Regions from separate parts of the Mus musculus genome. Here all the other regions are linked to region 1. A link is a contact called in public HiChIP or PLAC-seq data. All regions are on one chromosome and are shown on one strand. The core of a region is the stretch at or near the end of the contact, and the rest is flanking DNA. Distances in the headings are between cores, read along the strand shown. Region 1 has its middle 27 kb from the start of Pds5a. Region 2 overlaps Ube2k (ubiquitin-conjugating enzyme E2K). Region 3 holds the start of Rhoh (ras homolog family member H).

The links. HiChIP or PLAC-seq counts read pairs in DNA pulled down with a chosen protein or histone mark.
Region 2: a contact with region 1 is called in an H3K27ac HiChIP or PLAC-seq map of embryonic stem cells, with 17 read pairs. The contact joins two enhancer-like sites. A contact is called at or near these places in 3 of 115 datasets of contacts at active chromatin or transcription factors (embryonic stem cells and microglia) and 1 of 9 other capture datasets (liver).
Region 3: a contact with region 1 is called in an H3K27ac HiChIP or PLAC-seq map of microglia, with 3 times the contacts expected there. The contact joins the promoter of Rhoh here to the enhancer-like site in region 1. A contact is called at or near these places in 1 of 39 promoter capture datasets (the HPC-7 cell line), 1 of 15 datasets of contacts at CTCF or cohesin (CD8 T cells), 1 of 484 Hi-C or Micro-C datasets (B cells), 4 of 115 datasets of contacts at active chromatin or transcription factors (the SCID.adh cell line, bone marrow-derived macrophages, effector CD8 T cells and 1 more) and 1 of 9 other capture datasets (adipose tissue).

What each region holds. Positions count from the first base shown.
Region 1 is chr5:65,723,314-65,726,593 of GRCm38.p6, reverse strand. No RefSeq gene overlaps it. Among named protein-coding and RNA genes, the nearest start is that of Pds5a, 27 kb to the right of the region's middle. Within about 2 kb of position 1,648, at least 335 of the 459 cell types and tissues checked have an H3K27ac peak or open chromatin away from gene starts, as enhancers often do. A contact at or near this core is called in B cells, CD8 T cells, the HPC-7 cell line and 5 more, where this site is marked.
Region 2 is chr5:65,559,662-65,562,941 of GRCm38.p6, reverse strand. The region is part of intron 1 of Ube2k (ubiquitin-conjugating enzyme E2K); the gene reads right to left. It overlaps Gm40309 (a long non-coding RNA gene), which reads right to left. Exons shown (of 2, transcript XR_868455.3): 2 at 1-3,280. Among named protein-coding and RNA genes, the nearest start is that of Gm40309, 20 kb to the right of the region's middle. Within about 2 kb of position 1,486, at least 35 of the 459 cell types and tissues checked have an H3K27ac peak or open chromatin away from gene starts, as enhancers often do. A contact at or near this core is called in embryonic stem cells, where this site is marked.
Region 3 is chr5:65,861,926-65,865,205 of GRCm38.p6, reverse strand. Rhoh (ras homolog family member H) reads right to left here and starts at 1,622. Exons shown (of 3, transcript NM_001081105.2): 1 at 1,325-1,622.

The DNA.
Region 1 (3,280 bases), core at 399-2,898:
GCGGTGGTGGCGCATGCCTTTAATCCCAGCACTTGGGAGGCAGAGGCAGGCAGATTTCTGAGTTCAAGGCCAGCCTGGTCTACAGAGTGAGTTCCAGGACAGCCAGGGCTATACAGAGAAACCCTGTCTCAAAAAACAAAACAAAAAAACAAAACAACAAAAAAAGAATAAGCCATTAAGTAGCACTCCTCCATGGCCTTTGCATCAGCTCCTGCCTCCAGGTTCCCACCCTATTTAATCCTGTCCTGACCTTCTTAGACAATGGACTGTGATAGAAGTATAAGCCATATAAGTCATTTCCTCACATTGATTTTGGCTATAGTGTTCTATCACAGCATAGAAAACTCTAACTAAGACCTTATCTTAAAAAATAAAGGTGACTGCCCAGGCATGAGAGAATATGCCTTTAATGCTAACCCTGGACAAACAGAGGCAGTCAGATCTCTGCAAGTTCAAGGCCAGCTTGGTCTACATAGCAAGTTCTAGGCCAGCAGGGATGTATATGTATATGTGTATGTGTATGTATATGTATATGTATTGAGATCCTATCTCAAAAATAAGTAAATAAATTAATAGGGAGGGTTTGAATAGATGGCTCAGTAGTAAAGAGTGAATATTGCTCATTTCTCAGCCTCCCCATTAGACAGCTCACAATCACCTGTAATTCTATCTGTATGAAATCTAATACCCAGTGGAACCCCATACTCACGCACATACCTATGTATAGATACATATACATATACCTAATTAAAAATAATAAATATTTTAATTCTTTAAGATTTATTTTATGTGTATGTGTTTTGCCTGCACATATGTACACATACCAAGTGTGTGTCTGGTGCTCCGTGGGCCCATTAGATCTCCTGAATTTAAAGTTACAGATGGTTGTGAGGCAACACGTAGGTGCTCTAATTGAACACAGATCCTCTGCAGGAGCAACAAGTTCTCTTAATCACTGAGCCAGCCATCCAGCCCCATCCTCCCACCCCCAAAATTTTAATGGTAGAAAGTAATTAACTAACTTCAGGCCTCCACACACATACATATGTAATACCACACACAAAATTAAAACTACAAATAGATTAGGGGAAAAAAAAACAAACTTGTGCTTGTTAATCATTTATCAAGGGGAATAGAAACAACGTGGAAAATTTCAGGCAACAAAATCGCTGTAGCTTGTAAATGTATTGTTAGTCAATAAATTCTGACATTGTGGAAAGACACAAACATGGCAGTCTATGGTTGGAACATAGCAGACTCCCAATACCCAGGCTGGCCTCAAACTCTCTCCTGAGAACATGAGCTTCTGGGCCCACCAGTAATGACTTTTGGAACTCCCATGGTGACACTATTAACCTTAGAATCACTTAGTAGGTTGGTATTTAAACTAGCCAGATTCGGGTTTATGTTTTTTTTTTTTGTTTTTTTTTTTCACCGTTACCCAACATCTCTAAAAGCCTTTCTCACACACGTTCCCTGGATCTCTGATGGTATAAACGTGTCTATTCAAACAATTCTTTCTAGCCCAGTATACCTCTTCACAGGTTTCAGTTGCTACCTCACTTTTAGAGGCCTGCTGGGACTTGAATCTGGTTACAGATCTAGAAGCAAAGGGCGGTTACCAGTTACCGGTAGAGGTCGGTCTTGAGATCTGGCCTGCCTATTGCATTGGAAAGAGAGAACAATTTCCTCCGGCTATTCAGGCTAAACAGCACGAGGGTGGCTGTGTGAATGTGTGTTGGGGGTGGGGGGAGTCCCGCCTACAGCACGAGGGTGGCTGTGTGAATGTGTGTTGGGGGTGTCCCGCCTACAGCACGAGGGTGGCTGTGTGAATGTACGTGTTGGGGGAGCAGGGGGGTGGAGTCCCACCGAAGATGCAAAGATCTCTCACTGGCAATGGAGATTCAGCAGACTAGAACAACCCAAAGCCCTGAGCGCCTCCAGGATCTTCCCACCCAGTCTCATTCCTATTTTGTGCAGGAAGTAGGTGCTTGGGGGTGGAGATGGGGGCGGGGGTTAGGGGGAATGACAGAGTTTCTGGAGGTCTCTTTAAAAAACAAGGAGGAAGCAGCTTCAAGAGAACTGGACTGCCTTCCGGCCGGTTTTTTCAGTTCTTTCTCGGTTCCCTGTTGAGCCGTAATTTTACTCCCGGGGAGGGGGCGGGGCGGGGCGAGGGGGGCGGTGTCTATGAGGCGCCAGGGAGCCTATCACTATCCATCTCTTGCTGTCTACCTGTATCTCAGTAGCTTGCTCACTCTAGAGACTAGGTACTGTATCTCATTAGGTGTAAATGTGGTCTATCAGTTTTCTTTAGTCTGTTTTTGTGGTGTTGGGAATTAAACTTAGTACCTCAGAGATGCTAGGTAAATGATCTGCCACTGAGCTACATCCTCAGTCCCGAAATTCACTCTGTAGACCAGGCTGGCCTGGAACTCACAGATTCCCCCTGGCACTCAGGAGGCAGATACAGTTTGTGTTTGTTAGTACTTTGTTCTGTGTTCTTGGACTTAGACTGATGACATTTTTTTGGATATTGGACAGACTAAAAGACAAGTTAGTTACTCTTTGCTTCTCTGCATGACCCACTTGTAGGGACTTTTTGACTTGCAGGTGATCAAAGCAGTAGAGGAGAGAGTCTTTAGGCCAGGATCCTTCAGGCACCCGGACCAAGGGCCCTTTATAGTTACCTAGAAGAATCTAGTGGAGGAGCCCTCCCCCCACACACACACCTAGATAAAAGCCTTTCTTTCTCAAGAGCCACCTCACAGGTTCTGACCATCAGGAAGAAGGAAGAGCAGGAGGAGGGATCCGGACCTAAAATTTTGATCCTCCAAGATCCTTCAACAGCGGACCTGTTACTCTAAGACCCTCCTCCTCCAAATCTCCCTACCCTCGCCCCCAAGGCCTCACCAGTGCCAGTACCATTTCTGGGATCCTCAGCCCATATGAGACCAAGGCCATTGCACCCCCTTTTACTGGAGGGAGGATCAGGAGGAGACCTGAGAACCACCTCCCCTGATACCATGGTGGCTCTCCCATTAAGGGCACATGGGCCTCTGAAAAAGGGCAACCAGGCTATGCAATATTGGCCCTTCTCTTTGGCCAACTTGTACAATTGGAAGGCCTAACCCCCACCCCCACCCCCACCCCCTTTTTCAAAGGGCCAGTTAATCTCTTTGAGACTGTTTTATTTATAATGCAAGGAAGCCAGAAGCCAGAATGAATACCCCCTCAGACATGAGGGCACCATCGATTGACCAGGCTGTCGTGGACAGTGGGC
Region 2 (3,280 bases), core at 237-2,736, 160 kb after region 1:
ATTAAAATAGAGCAAAACAGCATAGAACATTGAAGATAATCTGGGTGAAGGAAAATGAATGACCATATTGCTAATGAGAAAGTACAGAATTCTGGGTCCAGCACTTGGCTCAATAACAGTGCCTAGAATACATGAAGTCCTGGCTGAGTATGATCCCAAAACTAGGAAGGTGGAAGGAGGAGGATCAGAAATTTAAGATCAGCTACATAGCAAAGCTGAGGCCAGCCTAGACTACATAGACCTTGCCTGAAAAGAAGAAATGCAGGAGGTTGGAGGGACGGGAAAAGGAGGCCAGCCACATGGTTCAATAGATAAAAGGGGTTGTCACCAAATGTGGCAATTTCTAGAACTTACATGGTAGAAGGAAAGAACCAACAACCCCTACACCTGCACTCACATGTGCATATAGACACATGTATACACACACACACACACACACACACACACACACACACACACACACACACACGCGCGCGCGCATGCACGGAGGAAAAACAGTGCAAAATCTAATGCAGTCCTCAGGCTGGGAATAGGTATACTGAGCATGTACTAGGCCCAAGCTCAAATCCCAACTCTATCCTTCATCGACTCCAAAAAGGGTTCTAATACATTTTCAGAGGTGAAAGGAAAACAAAGTGTAAGAAGTAATCCTTAACATATTAATGCTGAGTACAAAGTAGCAACTGATGCTATTACTGTCCTTTCAGTCTCTCTATGTAATGCAGGCCAACCTCAAACCTGTAGAGATCTTTCTGCCTCAGCCTACTGTATGCTGGGATTTTAGGTGTGTGCCACCATATAAATATTTGATATCGAGGATCAAAGCAAGACTTTGCACATGCTAGGGTAAGCATCCACTACCCAGCTTAGACACATTACTAGCTCATAAATAAAGTACTTGTTGTTGTGAATATAGGTTCTTGCATGCACATATGTCTGTGTACCACTTGCTTGTCTGGTGCCCACGGAGGTCAGAGGAGAACCTAAATAAGAAGTTTTCATACACCTTATTTTTATCTATTCGAAAATGAAATTTTAATCCAAATATCCAGCTGAGATCAGTAGTACATATCTGTGGGGTGGTGAGCTGTGCCTGGTCCCCCGGGTCGAGCACAGGTCTGGAACCGGAGCGCCCCCCCCCCCCCCGCCCCCGTGGTGGGCGGAGATTTCCAACAGCAAGGGACAGCAGGAGTTTGGCCACGCCTCCTGGGTATCCCACTGTGCTCGCAGCACACAGCTACAGCAGCAGAGGTAGCTACAGCCTCCCACAGCCCCCCTGCAGAGAGGCATGCTGCATCAATCAAGTACTAGCTGCACCAAGCCCTCCCACATACAAATAAGGTTTCCCCAAACTCAGTCCAAGCCAATAAAAAGCACCTGCTGTCAAACCCTGGATCATCCCCAAAACTGTATATAAGTCCCATGCAGGGAGAGAACTACTCCGTCATCTGAGGCTTTGTCCTAAGAGCTCTAACACTTGGGGAGAGGTCGGCTCTCCCAAAGAGCTGCCTGAGGTCCTGTCGCACTCTCGCTAGTCAGCTTCTCCTCGGCCCAGCCCGACCCGACTCAGTGAAGAATTACTGCATGGCAGAGAAGTGGAGACAACCAGCACAGCAGAAGCAGGGAAGTAACTTCCCCTCCCTGCCTGCATTCGCTTCCCTTCGGGGAACCCTCGCACCAAGCCTGGCCAGAGATCTCCGTGTAAAACCTCTGGTAGCCAGGCCCACACATATGCAAGCACTAAAGATGCAGAAGTATGAGGATCAAGAAGAGTCTGTGAGCTGTTCCTCCCATGCATGGGCTGTTCCTAGAATGTGCTTCTGTGCCCCTCCCAGGTATGGTAAGTAGGAGTAGGTTTACTTCAGGTTACAGGTCCTGCTTCTATTATTCTGATGAGGTTTCCAAGCAGGGTCTGTCCTCATGACAGTATACAGCTTGAACTCACCTGAACTTTGCTCATATGATCTTGCTTAACCCTCAGAATGTAAATTCTATTATGCCCTAAAGAAAGTGATTGCATGTGACTTTAGTCCTCCTCATTTTAGGCTACATTTTCCCATGTTCATGCCACCAACTAGAATGGTAACTCTACCACTGAATTACATCTGTCCAGCCCCAGTAGAAAAAACTGTTAAGATGGGCATGGTAGTTCAAATGTACAATCCCAGTTCTTAGGAAACTCACACAAAAGGAGATTGGGCAGTGAATTCTATGCCAGCCTCCACTACATAATGAGACAGCTGGGCAGTGGTGCTGCATGCCTTTAATCCCAGCAGGTGGGAGGCAGAGGCAGGCGAATTTCTGAGTTCCAGACCAGCCTGGTCTACAGATTGAGTTCCAGGACAGCCTGGGCAATACAGAGAAACACTGTCTTGAACCACCCCCCACCACCACCCCCCAAAAAAAAATCACTACATAATGATAACTTGTCTTAGAGGAAGAGAAAGTGGACCAACAAATTGATGGAAGAGAAAAATTTGATTCTCCATGCCTTGTTTGAAATAAAGATATTTAAAGCTTAGCAGCTACATTTGTTAAATCTCAAAGAAATCTGGAAGAGGTCTTGCCCAGTACCTGTGGCTCTTCCCAGCACTTCTCACATGACCTCCTACCCTAAGCCTCTCCCTCCATGGGGCTGAGCTTCCACTTAGCTATATAACAGCCATTTTGCCTCCATACCTGAATCTCCTGATCTCTTTTTCAGATTGCCCCAAACCACCATCCCTTTCCTCTTTTCTCTCTCACTCCCCACCCCTCCTTTCATGGCCATATTCAGTCCAGAGCCTTTGTACTCTCCCTTAATAAGCCCTCCCTCAACCATACCTAGCAGACACAGTCCTCTCCCAACATTTAATATACATTACTTACCTCTAACCTATTTTTCAATGACTTAAGATATAAGCCAGGATTTGTATATGAACATGTGGGATGTGTGTGAGGACCAAGCCCAGGTTCCGTGAGCTTGGTAAGCAGTTGTTCTACCAGAGTTACACCTGCAGTCCCTAAATGGATTAAACAAAACTGAAGCATGGGCCATTTAATGTTCCCCAAGTAAAGTTGACATGAAAACTAAGAGACTGGAGCTGCAGAGATAGATAGCTCAGCAGTTAAGAGCACTGACTGCTCTTCCAGAGGTCCTGAGTTCAAATCCCAGCAACCACAGGGTGGCTCACAACCATCTGTAATGGGATCTGATTCTCTCTTCTAGTGTCTGAGAAGAGAGCAACATTGTACTCACATGCATAAAATAAATAAATCTTTAAAAAAAGAAAACTAAGAG
Region 3 (3,280 bases), core at 373-2,872, 140 kb before region 1:
CGACCCCCACCCCAGGCCTTTCTCTGCATCCACAATGGACTAAGGAACACTGCTAGAGGCCCAAGGGGTATCACAAAACAGTCCTAAGCACTCAGAAGGTGGCCCAAGGATGCAAAACTGGCCGAGTCCCTCTACAAATGGCTAAAAGAAGGTTTAAAACTACAGAATGTAGTCTCTTCTCATTCATCTCTCCAGCTGGCCCACACCCTGTCTTTCTAACCCTGATCCGGCAGAGGGTAAACCACTGGGCCAGTCTCTAGGCCAGTCAGTCTCCTCTTTATGGAAAGTCCACATGGCCCTCCAAGTCTACAACAACCTTCCCCTTCTCCATCTGCTAAGCCCCCATCCTTCCTAAGGCTTCCTGCTAAGCCCCCATCCTTTATAAGCATCCTTCCTTCTGAGCACTCCAGCTCACTCCCAGAACCCTTCTCGAAACCCTACAGCTGTTAAAGCTTCTGTGACCCAGCTTCTTCTTCAACTGTTTCCTAACCTGTATCTTTCGCTGTAACTACTAGACTTGAAGGTCCACCGAAGGACGGGTTTCCTTATATTTCTCTTCTCTCATGCACAGCACCATCTTAGATCCGGTCGCTTGAACCCATCTGTCACAACTTTAATTTAGTGAAGCACCTAAAACCGGTGATTTTCCCCCAAGCTTTTGTTGCTGTGGATGTTACAGCCCAGCCAATCTATTGGCAGTGCACAGCATGAAACCTGCTGAGAAACTAAATTTAATCTAGAAATGTACAGAAAGGGGCCATTGGGATTGAGAATAGCTAGATAGGAATTCTGGGATATGGTTTTTATTTCGATTTTTTTTTTCTACATAGCTAGATAACTTTAAAGCTGCTCTCTGTGGATGCTGGAGGGCCCTTAGATTTCCTTCATCAAACACTGCTGCATGAAGTCTAAAGTCCCCACACAAGCAAGCTCTGACACAGCCCCAAGAACATATGGGAATACCTTAGAAACTAAGACTCAGTGGCACATGCCTGTAACTCCTGCACCTGGGAGGTGGAAGCAGAAGGGTCAGGAATTCAAGGCCATCTTTGACTTCACATCAGCCAGCCCAGGCTATCCAAGACCTCATCTCAAAACAAAAACAAAGCAAAATAGAAAGAAAACCAAAGTGTGTCTTGTTAAGACTCTAGAGTTGGGGTAGACGGCCGAACACACCCCCATCTCTGAGTTTAGTCTACACTTTGCAACAAATTAAAAAAGGTCATTACAATGTTCAGCCTAAAGAAGAAGAAAAAAATCTTAACAAAATCACAGAGATTCCTGAGACACCGAAAAAACATTTTTAAAGAGGCAAAAGTCTTACCTGGGGTAGAATGCCAAGTCTCATCACCAAAATGACTGACTCCGGAAGTCTAAGTAGCTCTCCACGCCATGTAAAAGCTAACGTAGCTCAAATCTATTACTGCTGAGAGTCCCTCCTGAGGTCTACCTCTCTCTCTCTCTCTCTTCCCCAAGGCTCCCAATGAGTCACTGTTGGAAAAGCTGCAACACCGGACTGGCAGAGTCCAGCCCAAGGTGGTGGGCCTCAGTGTCGGAGGTGACCGAGGCAGAGGAACACTCCGAAAGTGACAAAAGCGATTAGCAAGTTCCTGTGCCGAAGTGAGTTTCCTGTGGCTGGCTTCTCCACAAAGGGGTTTCGCCTGTGTGGGTTTAGGGGCCTGTGCGCATGTGCGTTTGTTTCCCTCCATGAGCCTGTGAAACCTACCCAAGCAAGAGGCCAAATAGGGCTTTTGCTGCACGGCTGGATTTCTGTTTGATTACCGTTTTATCCTTTCTGGATCGTTTCTCTCTCTCCATTCCCTCCTGTTGAGGGAAGGAAAGGGGGTGAAACTGGGATGATTCTTTCAGGAAATGAAACAAGAGAGGAAAATCGGTTTCACTGTCCTGGCTGGTCTCGGTTAACTTAAGCTTAAGTAAAAGCACTTAACTAAGAACTTAACTTCCGGGCTGAGAATGGAGCCTATGGGTAGCGTACTTGCCTGGCCCTGTGTTTGTGCCCCGTACTGAATAAAAGCCATAGTTCCTGGCACACACCTGTTATCCCAATGTTCAGAAGGATCAGAAGTTCCAGGTTTCCCAGGTATGATGGCACCTGCCTTTAATTCCAGCGCTCAAGAGGCAAAAAGCAGGTGGAGTTCTTTGAGTTCAAGGCCAGCCTGGTCTACATAGAGAATTCTAGAACATCCAGAGCTTCACAGAGAGTCTCTGTAAAAAAAAAAAAAAAAACTCAGCTGTACACGGAGTTCACCACCAGCCCAGCAGGAGACAGTCGGTGGGTTCTCTGGATCACTCTGCCTTATTAATAATGAGTTGTGCTGCCAGTATTAGTAACAATTTAAAAATGAAGGGCATAGCAAAAGTCAAGTAACCGCCACAGAGCAGCACCTGGGCCGGGAGGTACTAGACCCTGTGCTGTTTTCTGACCCCTCTGAGTTTCATTATTTGACTAAAAACACAACTGTACTTGTCCCTCCTCGCTGTGCCAGCCAGGTGTAGAGACCATCTGCCACAATGTAACCCCATGGTCAAACTGCCTAAACCAGCCATTTGACTCTCCTGAAGTATTAACACCCTCCCCCCTCCCCTCCCCCTCCCCTTCCCATGCCCCGCCACCCTAAGTCTTGAATCACTATAAATGCTACTGACCAGGATGGTAACTTGCTCAAAATATCGGAGTGCCAAGTAGGCAAACAGCAGAAAGACCTTAAGGCAGACATGAGATTGGATTAGCCAGGCCTTAGGTACTTTAAATGGGATTAAATGGCACGTCTCTAATCCCAGCACTCTGGAGGCAGAGGCAGGCAAATCTCTGAGTTCTGGTCTACAGAGTGAGTTCCAGGACAGTCAGGGCTACACAGAGAAACCCTGTCAGAGAGAGGGAGAGGGAGAGGGAGAGGGGGAGAGGGGGAGGGGGAGAGAGGGGAGGGGGAGAGGGGGAGAGGGGAGGGGAGAGGGGGAGAGGGGAGGGGAGAGGGGGAGGGAGAGGGAGAAAGAAAGGGGAGGGTGATAGGTCAATGTACTTGAAGCGTGGTATGGACAGAAGAAAGGAGACAACATCAGGCTTACAAATAGACACATAGAAGCCTCTATGAGCCCCCCCCCCCCCCGTAGCAATTTACTAGTAAAGTAGGAACTTAGTCTCTCTCCAGAAAATTCCTTGTGGGAAGCTTGATTACCACTGGAATATTATTAGGTAGGCAAAGCACAAATAATTTCTTTGCCTCTGAGTTTGTGTTTCTAAGGGTGAGGGCAACTGCTA